Linked DNA regions of Siniperca chuatsi: region 1 is linked to region 2. The links are chromatin contacts, called in public Hi-C maps. All regions are on one chromosome and are shown on one strand. The core of a region is the stretch at or near the end of the contact, and the rest is flanking DNA. Distances in the headings are between cores, read along the strand shown.

The links. Hi-C and Micro-C count contacts between places; a contact is called where the count stands out from the background.
Region 1: a Hi-C map of liver shows a contact between it and region 2, with 3 times the contacts expected there. The contact joins the promoter of LOC122871067 here to the enhancer-like site in region 2. A contact is called at or near these places in 2 of 3 Hi-C or Micro-C datasets (liver and skeletal muscle).

What each region holds. Positions count from the first base shown.
Region 1 is chrLG23:14,344,744-14,351,731 of ASM2008510v1, reverse strand. LOC122871067 (cyclin-dependent kinase inhibitor 1B-like) reads left to right here and starts at 1,456. Exons shown (of 3, transcript XM_044185653.1): 1 at 1,456-2,511; 2 at 3,001-3,162; 3 at 3,505-4,630. The coding sequence starts at 1,968. The coding sequence ends at 3,149. It overlaps cdpf1 (cysteine-rich DPF motif domain-containing protein 1), which reads left to right. Exons shown (of 3, transcript XM_044185654.1): 3 at 1-229.
Region 2 is chrLG23:14,275,797-14,282,774 of ASM2008510v1, reverse strand. No RefSeq gene overlaps it. Among protein-coding and RNA genes, the nearest start is that of LOC122871062, 20 kb to the right of the region's middle. Within about 2 kb of position 3,769, the one cell type or tissue checked has an H3K27ac peak away from gene starts, as active enhancers do. A contact at or near this core is called in liver, where this site is marked.

The DNA.
Region 1 (6,988 bases), core at 207-2,706, 71 kb before region 2:
TTTTTATTACTTTTGAGCAACACATGGTAACAGTAACATTTATATGACTAATTCTCTAACTACAGACACATGTTTGTGTTGACAGTGGCACCACCTTTTTAAGAGTGCCTCACTGTTATCTCTTTCATTTCTGCGTCCATGGTCAGAGGGTTTGCTGCTGACTTCTGTCGAGTCCATTTTTTCCCCCTGTGTTATCTTAAACTATAAAAAGATACATACTGTGACCTTTCTCTGTTGTTCTGTGACTGTTTAATCGTGGCTCATAACTAATGTGTAACTAACGTTCATTTTAGTGATAGAATCTGCTACAGTTGCATCATCCCACTCAGTTACATTTAGCTGTGTTTTTCTCTGCAGCTGGGAGAATGAGCCCTAATATTTCAAACTGTGAAGACAAAAAAACCCCACACAAGTATTACCCTTAAAGCATTGGTTATGCATGTGTGACCCAAACAAAATGTTCTTTTGCCTCGTTTCTCAATTACCCGTCCAAACAGTTTGATCAAAATCTGTTTTCATCTCAGGGATCACTCTGTTCAACACGGTGCACAGTTTGCAGCAGCATAAACACATTATGGATTAAGTGTGATCCCGGCGATAACATCGATATAACAGATGGCCTCGCTGTATTCATCACGAGATGTTTGACTCTTTTCAAATGGTTAATTGAAACAGCATGGCCTTAAAGGGAGGCCCAGTGATTTTACTGGCAAATGCTGCAGAGGCATGCAAAGCAACACTCGCTGTAGAGTTTAAGTTGGGACAAGGAGTGCTCACTATAGCCGATGCATTCAGTCAGTTACTACAGGATTGCTATGCAGCTTTGGGATGTACAGAAAAGATATTCTATTATTAAAGTCTTGCCATGAACACCAGTTCAATTTTTAAGTCAGGAAATTTTAATATGCAAACTGAGAACCCTGCCAGAGGGAAATGGTGGTGAATTTCAAAGTCTTTTTTTTTTTCTTCTTTTTAAAGCTGCACCACTTTCTGTTTCCTTGGTGTTTAAATTCCAAGCACACGCAAGCAATTACAACCAGTGAAGCGCACAAACCACCTCTGTGGCACCAATGGCAAAGTCTGACAGCGATAGGCACCGTGCCAACGATGACGGAAGGCGTTCTGCTCCAGAACTGATGTCATCATATGCCAGGAGGCACATTTGTGACTTTTTTTTTTTTTCCTGCACAGAACCTCATTTTAGGGTCTTGTTGTCCTTCAATAACCTTGAGGCTGTAACTGAATAGATTTACACTGATTGAATCAAGTGTGCCTAAGCAGTTTATGTGACACCAGATCAGATCAAGCAGTGATATCTGTCAGCACTCCTACTATCATTTGATGATTGATTCCTATCAACAGCCTGGAGCTAGACCACAGACTAGTGCTCCTGCTGTGAGATTAATGTTTCCAATGTTGTTTTTCTTAGCAGGTTTTACACTTTCTGATCCAGGACATCTTGCAGTGCATGGACACAGCGATACAAAATCCCACTTAATGAGATCAAATGATATCTTTGACCTTTAGGTGTTCAGTTAAATGTCTAACCTGATGCCTGCTATGATAAATCAGGTGCTAATCGAAAGATAACACTCGCACTCCTCTGTAACTATAGCCTCCCTTTACTCTTAATCGTGTATTTAACTAATCAAACAGATTCATTAGGCCATATTCATGTGTAGAGTTAATCCAATCCTGCTCTGTGTTGTTGTTTCCCCCTGTTCGACTTTAAGAGAGCTCTATGGGCGGTCCTAGTGCGCAGACCAATGAATCGCCTTCTCTGTTTAAATAGTCCTTGGTGTCAACTTTTCTTCTTCACTCACAGCTCCCTCTAACGCCATGTTGGCTGTTATGACTTGACTTGTTGTTTTCATCCGCTTTACTACGGACTTGACAGGAGTGGCTTTCTTAAACCCCCCTGCGCCTTTGGAGACGCTTTATTCCATTTTTGCGCGTACGCGTTTTGGATGATACGCGCGGAGTATGCATGCGTCATTCCTGTGACTTTGCATTTGAAAGGAATACTACTTGGAAATAGAAGTTTAAAAGGGTTTGGTTGTTGTTTGTGGGGTGTTTTCCCTTGTCATATGTGCAACAAAATGTCAGATGTTCGCCTTTCTAATGCGAGCCCGACATTGGAGAGGGTGGATGCGAGGCAGCCAGACAACGTCAGACCTCCGGTCAACAGAAACCTCTTCGGCAGACCCGACCCAGAGGAGATACGGAGGAATTTGGCGGAATCGATACAGGAAAATGTGCAGGGTTTTATGGAGGAGTACAATTTCGATCCCGTTAACGACATACCGCTCAGTCCGCGCCGCTTCAATTGGCAGGAGGACAGCGACGCACCGGAGTTTTATCACAGACCGCCTCACGGGAGACAGCGGCCCCAGCGAGATGAGGACTTGCCCGGCGACAACAACCGGCAGGATGCCGAGGGGAGCAGCGGAAGGCAGTCGGATCGCCAACCAGACAGAAAGGGTTCGAGGAAAAGACGTTCGGGGGCTATAGGTGATTTACATTAACTTATTAAGGCTGTCACGCATTTTTATTTCTCTGTGCCGTGCGTCTCTGTGGTGCCACTGTGCCGCAATGCAGAGGCGCGAAGCAACAGTTGTGTCCGGGGTTCAACCGTAGGCAACGATCGGTTGATCACCCAGCAAACAAGCGAAGTGTGCTGGAGCGAGACACCGGGGGGGCAAACTGAGCATTTCTTTACAGATGTTAAAGTCATTTGAGCTCCTGTTATTAGTGGGAGTGACAATGTAACGCGCACTTGGGAATCAAACCCGCAAATGAGCAAACTACAATGTTCCCTAATGCTTATTAGGGAACATTGTAGTTTGCTCATTTTCATAACTATTCTCGGTAGTAACATTTCTCAGCAGCCTGTCGAGGATGCCAGGTGCCTTTTTTTTCAAGTGGACGTGCAGCTCTGCACAACAATACCCTGACCATTTTTTTCGCGTGCTTTTTTGTTTGTTTGTTTTTTCTGCCCAGGTCCCTGCTCCAGCGAGTGTCAGAGTAAAAGGCCGCATACCGACGGAGACGATGATGATGAAGACGAGTCGGACGGTGCAGCAAGTCAGGCGGTAAAAGCCGCGGAGGAGAGACCGAGCAGGCCGGAGAACAGCGCGGAGGTCCAGTGAAAAACAGTGCCAGGTTAGGATTATTATTTCACTATTCTACTGCCATTAAGTGATGTGACTGGACAATATCACAGGCTATAGGTTTTCAATGTGTAATGATCGGCTTTTATATTAGATGCCAGTTGTGTACTTGTTCATCATCACCATCAGTAACGCATTAATAACAGCTGTCCTTACACGTCATCAGCCTTTTCAAACTTGCATATAGTTTTGTTTTTTTTATCTTCCACAACCCTTCATGTTATGACTGTTCACCCTCTGGGTGTGTTAGTATCTGCATGAGGGATATCAAGCATGAGAAACTGCTTTTTCAATTGCACCATTCAACAGCCTGTTTCCTCTTTATGTCCCACAGAGCGGGGAGACCTGTTGCTGGTGGAATACTGTAGCCTTTCTCATCACCTGACAGATGGGAGAGAAAATATAAAAGCAGCCTTTTCCTAAAGAAGGGAGGAGGAGAGGCTGCACAAGCACTGAATATGTACACTATCAAGTTTTGGCACTCATTTCAATTAAATTGCCTCAGAAGCAGCAGACAATGTAGCAGTGTGCAAATGGATTTTTGCTCATTTTTTTTATCTACTACCTATGTTTCAGATGTAGCACATAAAAAAAGCATATTATGCTTTTCATACCTTTGTTAAATGTATTTGAATAAGTGTGTGAATTTGACTCGGGAGTTGCAGTGCAATTTCCAACAGAGAAATATTATTTTGTTAAAGTGGTCATATTGTATAATTATTCAGGTAATTGATGTAAGTTAAAAATGCAGATTTCCAAAAGTCAGGGTTATGTGGAAACAAAATGTCTTCTTTTTCTATGGCTTTATTTGCCCCAGTATTATATATCTTGTGTCTTGGGTCCATCTAACTGGGAACAGCCATGACAGATAAAGTTTACATGCAAATAATGTCTCCTTATCCCCCCCCCCTTTTTTTAAGGGGTTTGTGCCTTTTGTTCTGGGGGTGAGTGGTGGGGTGGGAGGGCGGCTAAACTGCTGAGCAATATCCAACCAAATTATAACAGTATTTGCTAACAATCCTAAGAATTAGCTGGTATTTTTTAAATTAGGTGAGTTAATATTTTAGTGGCTTTTAGGTCACATATCCTGCCCCTTGTAATAAGTGGTGTAGTCCAGGTTAACAGTGATAAAATATGTTAAAATCACTGGGCTGCTTATGCATATATGTGAATCAAAGATTTGTCTTTGTGGTGTGGAATTCATGTAGAACATGTAATTGCACTATTGTTAATTTCTCATTTTTTAAGGCAGAAAAACAAAGTGACACTGCCTCATTTGGTGTAAAACTTTGAAGTGTACCTGTGTGCCTTTTTTTTGGAAAAACACTGAAAAAATTATACTAACTTATTTATGTTGAGCTTTTTGTTGTGGGTGTATGTAAAGCTTCCCAAAGCGACATTTTTTTGTAAATATATATTTTCATTATTGTTTTAAGATAAATAAACTGTTGCAAAACTGAGCCTATAATCGATTTTATATCCTGTGCGTTTTTTATTTTCTTCAGTCTGCCATTTGATTGATTAAAAAGCAACGGTTGAGTAATGCATGTACTCACTATTTTGATTGCAAGGCGCACACAACCACCGCACCCTTTAACAAACACACTTGGAGTTAAAAGTGATCCGCCCATGTAAACTGGCAGACCGATCATAGTGATTACAAAGACCTGATGGATATACAACCACGTTATTAAAGAGGTTTAATGTGTTCTTCAGTCTGAGGGATGTCAGCAGTGATAGGATCAGTAACTAAACCATAATTTATAGTCTAACCATTAATAAATACCTTAATGAGGAAACTTATTGTCTGTCATGCTCTACAATGAGGTTTTAGTGACATTACAGTATGTACATTTTTAAAAAGAATTTGTGAGCTTATTTCTGTAGGAACCTGACTACCAAAGCATTTCTATAACAGTCCCATGGGAACTTTATTTCCTATGGAGTTACTGCTGCACCAGTAATATTTGATGCAATAAAATTATATAATGTGTGTGGTTGGACTAAAACCCAGTACACCCTGTCCATCTTGAGTGCAGATACGGCACCAGAGTGCAGGCTGTGACTGTGCTGGATCGTTTCAGCCCAGCTCTGCCTCTAAAGTTGAAAACAACAAGGGTAGGTCCTGAGGAAAAGAGGGGGGGAAAAGTTTTTTAGTTATTGGCTTTGCCTGGCTCCAATCATAGCAGAGAGAGGAAAAGCAGACCACTTAGTAGCCAGCCAGTCAGAGAGCTGTGGGAGGGAGCTCAGGACAGCACAGGCTGTTCTTTTCATAAAACACACACCACCCAATTAGTTTCATTGGCTGCCTCTTTCCTGTTGATACCAGCGTGTAGGAGTCAAATACAGAGTGAGTGAGTGAGAGAGAAAGCTATTCCTAAAATATCTCATACTGGCTGCGACTGCGTCTGCTGTAATTACTAGTGAGCTCATGGCCTTTTCGCAAACTTTCAGAGAGGATTGTAACACTTTTGAACACACTGGTGTTCTCTTTTTTGATAAAATACATTTATTATTTTGTAAGTAAGACGTGAAATGACAGCATAATGTTAAAATGGATCAGCATTAACATAACGCTGTCTTGAAAAGTAGTGCAAATATGTGTTGTCACAAAGAAAATCTATAATTTTTGTATCTTATCACTTCCACTTTGAGGAACTTTTTTTTGTTTGTGTCTAAACTTGGTTCAGTGTCTTTGTTTCATAAAATACTTAATAGACTGCAATCAAATTTAGTGAAAACAAATCATTAGTTTTTTGTGCTGATCTGGATACAATAGCGCCACCGTGTGGCATTTTATAAAGCAATTGACATTTGTGCATAACTGATCTGGGAAAAGTAGAAGTACAATTCTTGTTTTCAATGAAACCTTGGTTGAAGAAGAATCAATCAGTGTAGGCCACGTCCATTTCCACCTAAACATGGTTTTCACATTTAAATTGTTTTTCTAAACTATTTTGAACATTAATCCAACATTCTTCAAATGTGTTACATAGCATATGTGGATGAGCAGAAAAAAATGTTGATTTGTAATGAAAGGCATAGCCTATTTGGCATAAACATAATTCCTGAATCCAAAATGCCACTACAACCAAACTTAGATAATTTGTGCCCACATCAACTGTCAGATTTTTCGTAACCCTGCTGAAAGCTTTACCCGATTCATGGGGCAACAGCAACATGTTAGATATAGAGGGAAACCTAGTACTTAACCTGGGTGTTACTCTCATTTTTTTTTTTCTTCATTATGACTATTGGTCATAGAGATTTGGGAAACAGACTCCTGCAAGAATCAAGTTGATCAGGGCAAGGAGCACAAGCCGGTTACAACTTTCCAAAAACGTAAATTTAACATAAATAATGTCAAACACTTGTCTTTGAGTAAACACAGAAAGTAATCCCCTGGAAATTCCTGTTGATATTGTAACGAGCTGCATTTGGGTTGCACTAATAGTAAAATATGAATCTGCTCAAAGTAGATGTACAGCAGAAGTGCATTACTGATCTATAAAGTATACTTAAAACAGTCAATTTTGGTAACCAAAGGTGCTCAAATTTAAAGTATAATATAAGGATATCGTATGTACAGCTTTTACAGTAATACACCAAGTGCAACTTTACTTAAGCATAAAATAATAATTTGCAATCAGAGTGTGCTAAGGTATGTCCAAATGTATGCTGATGACATTGTAATATATGCACATAGTTGAAGTGAAACTGAAAAAGTTGCTGATTAACTCACAGATAACACATTTTATCTTCACTATTTTCTGAATCAATATGTTCACTAACAGTTCTGCTGTGGAATCCAAAGGTTT
Region 2 (6,978 bases), core at 2,520-5,019:
CAAACACCTGCGTTTGAAATCTGTTCTTGATCAGGTCAGGGTAATATGACCAGACTCCTGCCTCACATGTGCTGCAGGTCCTACCAGATCCCCTATAACTGCATGCGATAGGTGAGAGGTGGAGCACGCCATTAGCTCGGAAGCAGAGTGGTTGGGAGGGCGTGGGGTCAGCCAACTGCTAATTATGATGGTAATACCCTGTAGCACCCTATGGCACATTCTAGTACAGGTTCCTTTTCTTAGGTAAAGCTTTGGTTTCCTGTTAAATGTTTCTTTACACATTACATAAGGTTACGCATTTCTTAAAATTCAATCTGAAGTTCTTTGTTTTTAGAACAAACTAGCATAGCAGATGATAGTGATAGGAGGCACACTGCATTATAACGATTCATTCTGCATGCTCTGTTTTCTGTTGCCTTTATAATGAGCTGGTTCTGGGCCCAAACCCTTGGGAGCAGTATAATCACAGTTTAATGAGCTGTATCAGGACCAGGGCCGAGAGCTGAGGGATTTAGAGAGTTCCTGACAAGGCTACAGGCCCTACAGTACCTGTTACCCCGAATGCTCCCATAACCGAACATCTGGATTTAATGGCAATAAAACACAATTTGTGTGACTGTTATTTACGCCTGTATTAGGTTTGGCCCATCCAGCTCATTTTTATCAGCAAATTGGTTCCAAAAAATTAATGGCTAAAGTGTTCAATTGCTTCATTTATCTTCTGCAGCGGTTCTCCAACTGTAATACATATACCACAGGTGGTACATGAAGTGTCCCCAGGTTGTACAGCAGTGTATGCAATTTCTATTATTGTGGCATTTAAATTACAAATAAAGAATGTGTGTTTCATTATTAAATTGTTTTTGTGGTGGTGAAGAACTGTGTGGCGTTGGTCAAAGAACAAACACATATATTACATGAGGAGAAAAAGAGCTGACTCGGTGCCACTTTGACTGTTGTGACTTGTAGGTTTATTGACATGAAAGATTACACTGATAAAGTGATGCAAGAATGCACTGAAATGATTGAGTGCTTTCCACTACAGTAAAATGAGACTACAGATGTTGCCAATTTGGCTAATCAGCTTGTCTGTATCATGCATGATTAAGAACAAGTTGGGGCATGAGAACGAAAAAATGCTTCAGAATTCGTACAGATGGTGCCAAAACAATGACAAGCTGACAAAGTATTACAGGATGCGGATTAAAGAGGTTGTCTCACATGTGATGTGGACACATTGCAGCATCTTTAGCAATGAAGAAAATGCCAAAGCTGTGTTGAACTCTGCTTTTCAAGTTTGTAGTTTTGTTGAGACTTGACCAGTAAATTCCCATCTCTTAAGTTTGCTTTGAAATTATTTGTCCAACTATTGCTACATACTGGAGTCAGATGGTTATCAGGGGCTTAAGTTTGATGATCCAGTATGTCAGGCAAACTTAGCCTACCTGCTGAATATGTTTGTTTTTTACATGTCTGACGAGGTCATGAAATCTTAGAAGAGTAACAGCAAATCTGTTTAACAAACTTTAAGAATCATCTGCGCACGCAACACTGTGGCTTAGTGGTAGAGCGGGTCATCCACCAAACGGAAGGTCGGCCCAGCCACCCCAGCACGCATGTCGAAGTGTCCATGGGCAAGACACTGTATCCCAAATTGCTCCCGAGGGCTGTGCCTTCGGTGTGTGAGTGTATGAATGATTAATTAGTTTCTTTGTACTGATGAGCAGTTCTGCCATCAGTGTATGAATGTGTGTGAATGGAGTGAATGTGATATGTAGTGTGCGCTTTGAGTGGTCGGAAGACTAGAAAGGCGCTATACAAGTACGGTCCATTTACCGTTTACCATAAGCTGCAGCTGAAGATTTGATTATTGTGGACCTCTTGTTCCTGGAAGAACAGTAACAGGAAGAGCTTGAGAACTGGAAGAACTTCAACTGTGTTTACACGGATAAGTATCTGTCATTTCTCGTCACATCAAAGTGGACCAGGAATGTAATGCCACACACTTTCCAGTCAGGAAAGAGGATCTCAATGATACAAAGTAGAAGTTGTTGGACTTGTCATCAGATAAGATTTTGGTTTGAAAGCTGAAACAACATTCATTATTCTCTCATACATCTCTCACTAAGGGCCAAGGCAGGTATTGATGACATTTTACAATAAAGGCTTTTCGGCTCTGATTGCAATCAAGCCAAAGTACCACAGCAGAATGGGTGGAAGCTAAGGTCAATTTATATCAAATAATTTTTGCCCTCTTAACAGTTACACATTAATTCATACAAATGTGTTCCATCTGTGGACCTGTCTCTCTTGCATACACAGCGTCTGAAATGTCATGGTCTCCATAGCCAGGTCAGGATGTATTTTGGTTCCCTCTGAGTGGAAACTGACTGGAAGGAGACCCTTCCCCGGAGGCAGCTCTCTGAGCCACCGACAGCCAAGATGTATAAAAGGACAGAGTGTGTGTTTGTACAAGTGTTTCACATAGGACCAGACCCAGACATATTTCTGAATGAGACTAAGTGACAGACGATTTTCGGAATCACAACTTTTTTCCTCTCTGAAGGGTCCAGTCAGAGTCCAGGGTCTTCAGACGCCTGCCTCACTTCTCAGGAATTCATCTGCCGGCACTACCATGCTACACCTGTGTATTATTTCCTACAGTTCTCCCTAATCAAATTTTTCTTGGATGGATGTTATGTATGTAAACATTCATGCATAGTCAATTCATCAGTTATGGACATCTATGATGGCGCCAGTCATGGTTGCTATGACATTTTTGATGCAACTAATGAAGCTTCAACAAGTAGACCACCCGTTCCCAGGTCTATTTAAAATTTCGACACTTAATTGATTATAAAAGCTGCTGAAATGTAAACTGCATTTTTGCAGGTCTGGCCAGGTTCTGTTGTTTACTACTGTTGCTCTCTCCTCATATCTTTGGGTTTGGGAAGAGAGAAGACAGAAAACTATGAGCAATCGGCTCCACCACTCTGAGGATCTATACTAATTGATAACATGTGTATAAGGAGGTAACTTGATACTCAGCTAGTGTACGACCCAAACACAGGCCACCTGCTGCGGTTTTGGAGAGAGCTGAGTTTATCTCCCACCGCAGCGGAGGCCTTTCTGATTCAGACGGTTCAAATGAGGACACACTGGCCAGAGTCCATAAGTCAATCAATCAGCTTGCTCAGTCCAAAGTTGAAAAGGTTTGGCCAGAGTGGGAATGTTGCCTTTGCAGCAGCAGAAAATGGAGAGTCTACTTCCAAGAGGCAATACATTTATTTTAGAGGGGGAAAAGACTTTTGGGGAAGGTCATTAATCGCTGTTTCTAAAATAAAGAGAATCCAACATGTAAAAGTGTTTTTCTCAATGGAAGTTTTTTCCCTATTTCATTGTGTGCTGTTTGGCAAGATGAAGATTCACCTTTTTCCAATAATGGATATCTCATTTTGGAACAAAATGTTCAAGGGTTATTTCAGCCAAATTGACCCATATGTCATGTAGAGGATTTCATTAAATGTCTCTGGCCTGTAGTCATTAAAGGTCTTTGGTTTGCTCTTTAGCCAAATACGAGCTTATGAGCTAAGTGCAGTTACGCTGTACTTTCCTTTACAACATTTTTTTCTCTCTCCAGATATATGAGCTTCACAGTGCAGTCGAACATCCTGGGGAGAATTAGCTAAAAACTTCTGCACTGTCTCTCAAACTCATTCTGTTGTATAGAGAGACAGACCCGAGGCGGCTGCCAGCTACCACACACACAACTGTGCTTGTCACTCCCAGGACACGGCGCAGTCCGTGGCTTGGACGGTACACAGATAAGATAACACACAGCCCAGCCACTTCCCCTTTTCCCACATTTATCAAAACAAGGTCCAGCTACCTCATGTGAACTGTACATTCAGTACAGTATGTCAGCCATGACGTGTGTCATCAGCCAAAAATGGTGGCATCATTATTTGAAGAGTTCCATGCCAAAAATGAGCAACTGAAACATGTGACAACTACCCTAGTCAGACTAAAAAAATAAATTCTAAAGTTTTTTTCCATGCTGTTTTAGGTGATTTGAGTCAGTGGTTTACAAAAACAATTTGACAAACTGCTACATATGTTTACGAGAAAATTGTCTTTAATTGAATACTTACTGATAAACTTTCAAACTGGATTGGAAGTGAACCCTTCATTGTGAAGTGCTTCACACTTTGTCTGTTTCCAATCTGCTCTTGAGGTCTGGCAAAGTATAAGTAGCTGGATTGCATAGAAACACACTTTCAGATGCACATTCTATGTAAGAAATGGATAGTCAGCATTTTCAGAGTATAATATTGTGTTCCCCATGATGTTTTACAGCAGGAATGAAATCAAATTAATTGTCCACAGTGTTTTTTTGTCCAGGCACCCTGTGTCTGTCAGTCTTTTGCTACATGATGAGTTTTGTGAGAACTTCCAAACATCTTTCCACTTACAGAAAGGACTGGTATGGATCCTATCCCTTAATGGTATTTCTCTTTTCTGAGAAGAATAGTAGACCAAGGCCATGCTTGTCTGGGGTGCTGAGGTACTGCCTGTTAAACACATATGATTTGAACTTTGGGGTTCCAGTGATGCCAAAAGGAAAGGGTAAAGAATTTTATTTTGAAATACAGAAAAATGTTGTTAATGGCTCTATGTGTGGATTTATCTGCGTGGCCACAAGGTCCACTGCATGACAAGGTTCCACATTGTTTTTAGTTGTTTTATAGAGACATAACAAAATCGTATATGCAAAATGACTGTACTTACAATCCTCTCATATAAAATATATAATTCACTTTGATGCAGAATTACACACATGCACGTACAGTATGTGTCCAGTGAGTGTGTTTGTGTGATTAGTATTACATTTCTGTGTGTGAATGTCCAAATCACTGTGGCAAGAGTAATTTGTTTTAGCAGCTCAGCAGTAGATGAGACCTGGAATTTTATCAAAACTGCACTCAAAAGAGGCTTGAACACACACACACACACACACACACACACACTCTCTCTCTCTCTCCCTCTCTCTCTCACACACACACCTCCTCCTTATTACTGTACACTCCAATGTATTTGCCATGTGCTTGGGAGCTCCTTGCCAAACTTTTACTGTTCCTCCCTCACACTTTTCTGAACTTGTCAAATCATCTAAAGTGAATACATGTCGCATATATTTCAGTCCTTAATTTTTACAGTAATGGATTTTCAGTATTTAAAGCATCGGTCTGAATCACATCACAGTGAGGTAGTAAAAACCTTGTCTTTGACCTACAATAACTGATTCAACACCATCCACAATCTGCACCAGTGGAAAAAGTTCCCTATAACCTTTTCCAGAACTTTCCAGACTTATGCCGGTTTAAAACCTACAGGCGCACAAATCACTGTGAAGACTGGCTGAAGTGGAAAATGAAGAGGAGTAAAATAAAGCAAAACCATGGGTTTTTTTTCATCACAGCATGTTTTCTATTACTGTCATCTTAAGTGGAGAGCAGGAGCCAAAGTATTACAGTAAAGATACAACATTTGGAGCAAAGCAATATACTGCATATCTTCAGAGACTTGATAGTATCTTGGCAGGATGTATGAGAAACCTGTGGAAAGTTTCAAGGTTGCTTGAACAAAATGTACAGGAGCTATTACTTGCCCAAAATACAAGTCAAATACTGTTGAATTGTGGCCTTTTTTCCAGGACATTATCATCCAAAATCAGAGAAAGAAAAAGATTTAAAGCATACAGAGAAGAACCTTAGGCAAATAATGAAAATCCTACACCTGAGTGGAGGTGTAGATCATCTTGGACGCACACAGAGACAGCGGCTAAAAGCACTCTTGTGACAGCTCTAGAGCAAAATAAACACGGCCACCAAGAGATAAGCATTTCTAATCCCCGGGAATAAATACACAGGGTGATGAATGGCTGAGTGACAGCTTAAAGACAGAGCCTATTTGTATGGGCGTACTTCCTCATGGCAACATTACTCACAAGCAGCGCGTACAGTTGTCAGGCAATTTTCTCTCTCTGCAAATAGCACCACTCTCTCAACACACTCGTTATGCTCTGCATGCCTGCACATTAGTTCTGTTCTTTAAAACGCCCTCAATTACTGCAGTTGACATCAGCCCAAAAGATGAAATTATAGTCAACATATTACCACAAGTGGCATAATAATCCCTTATTTCTTATGCATATACACAAAAAGCACATAAAAAACACACACACTCGAACATAAGCCTGATGTTAATGTGAAAACCACATGGTACTGTATATTCCCCCTCTTTATAGCACGCAGTAAGTGTCAGTCAAGCTGTTTTATGTCATGCTGGCCACTGTAAAACTACAAGTGTACCAGAGTGAGCGCCACCGCAGGTATGAGTGGATCACATTTCATCTACAGTATCATTTTAGCAGATGGCAGACTTTACAGGAAAAGATATTATGATTGTTGTGGACTCTGACTGGCAGTCACATTGTTAATGTTGGCAAGCTAGTGGGACGCTGATAGAGAAGGTGAAAGGTGAAGGAGAGTGTACAAAAAGAAACTTGTGCACACACACAGGCTTATTGAATGTGCCTGTGTGTGTGCACATGCATGTATTCAGACATACAAAACATCATGCATGTGCAAACAAAACCAAACATGCATGTCTTTTTAGCCATGCTAGCAGTGTGGCTCTGAGGATGGCAATGTCTGTCTGTTGGTCCATCACTTTGGACCAGACTAAAATATCTCAACAATTACTGGATAACTGTTATGACATTTTGTGGAGATTTTCATGGTCCCCAGAGGATGAGGCCTACTGACTTTGATGAATCATTAACTTGTCTTCTAGCCCCACCATGAGGTTGACCTATGTGGAATTTCACAACAACTATTGGGGGGATTGCCTTAAAATTTGGTACAGATATTCATGTCACCCTTTGGTGATCCATTAACCTTTCATCTACTGCCATCA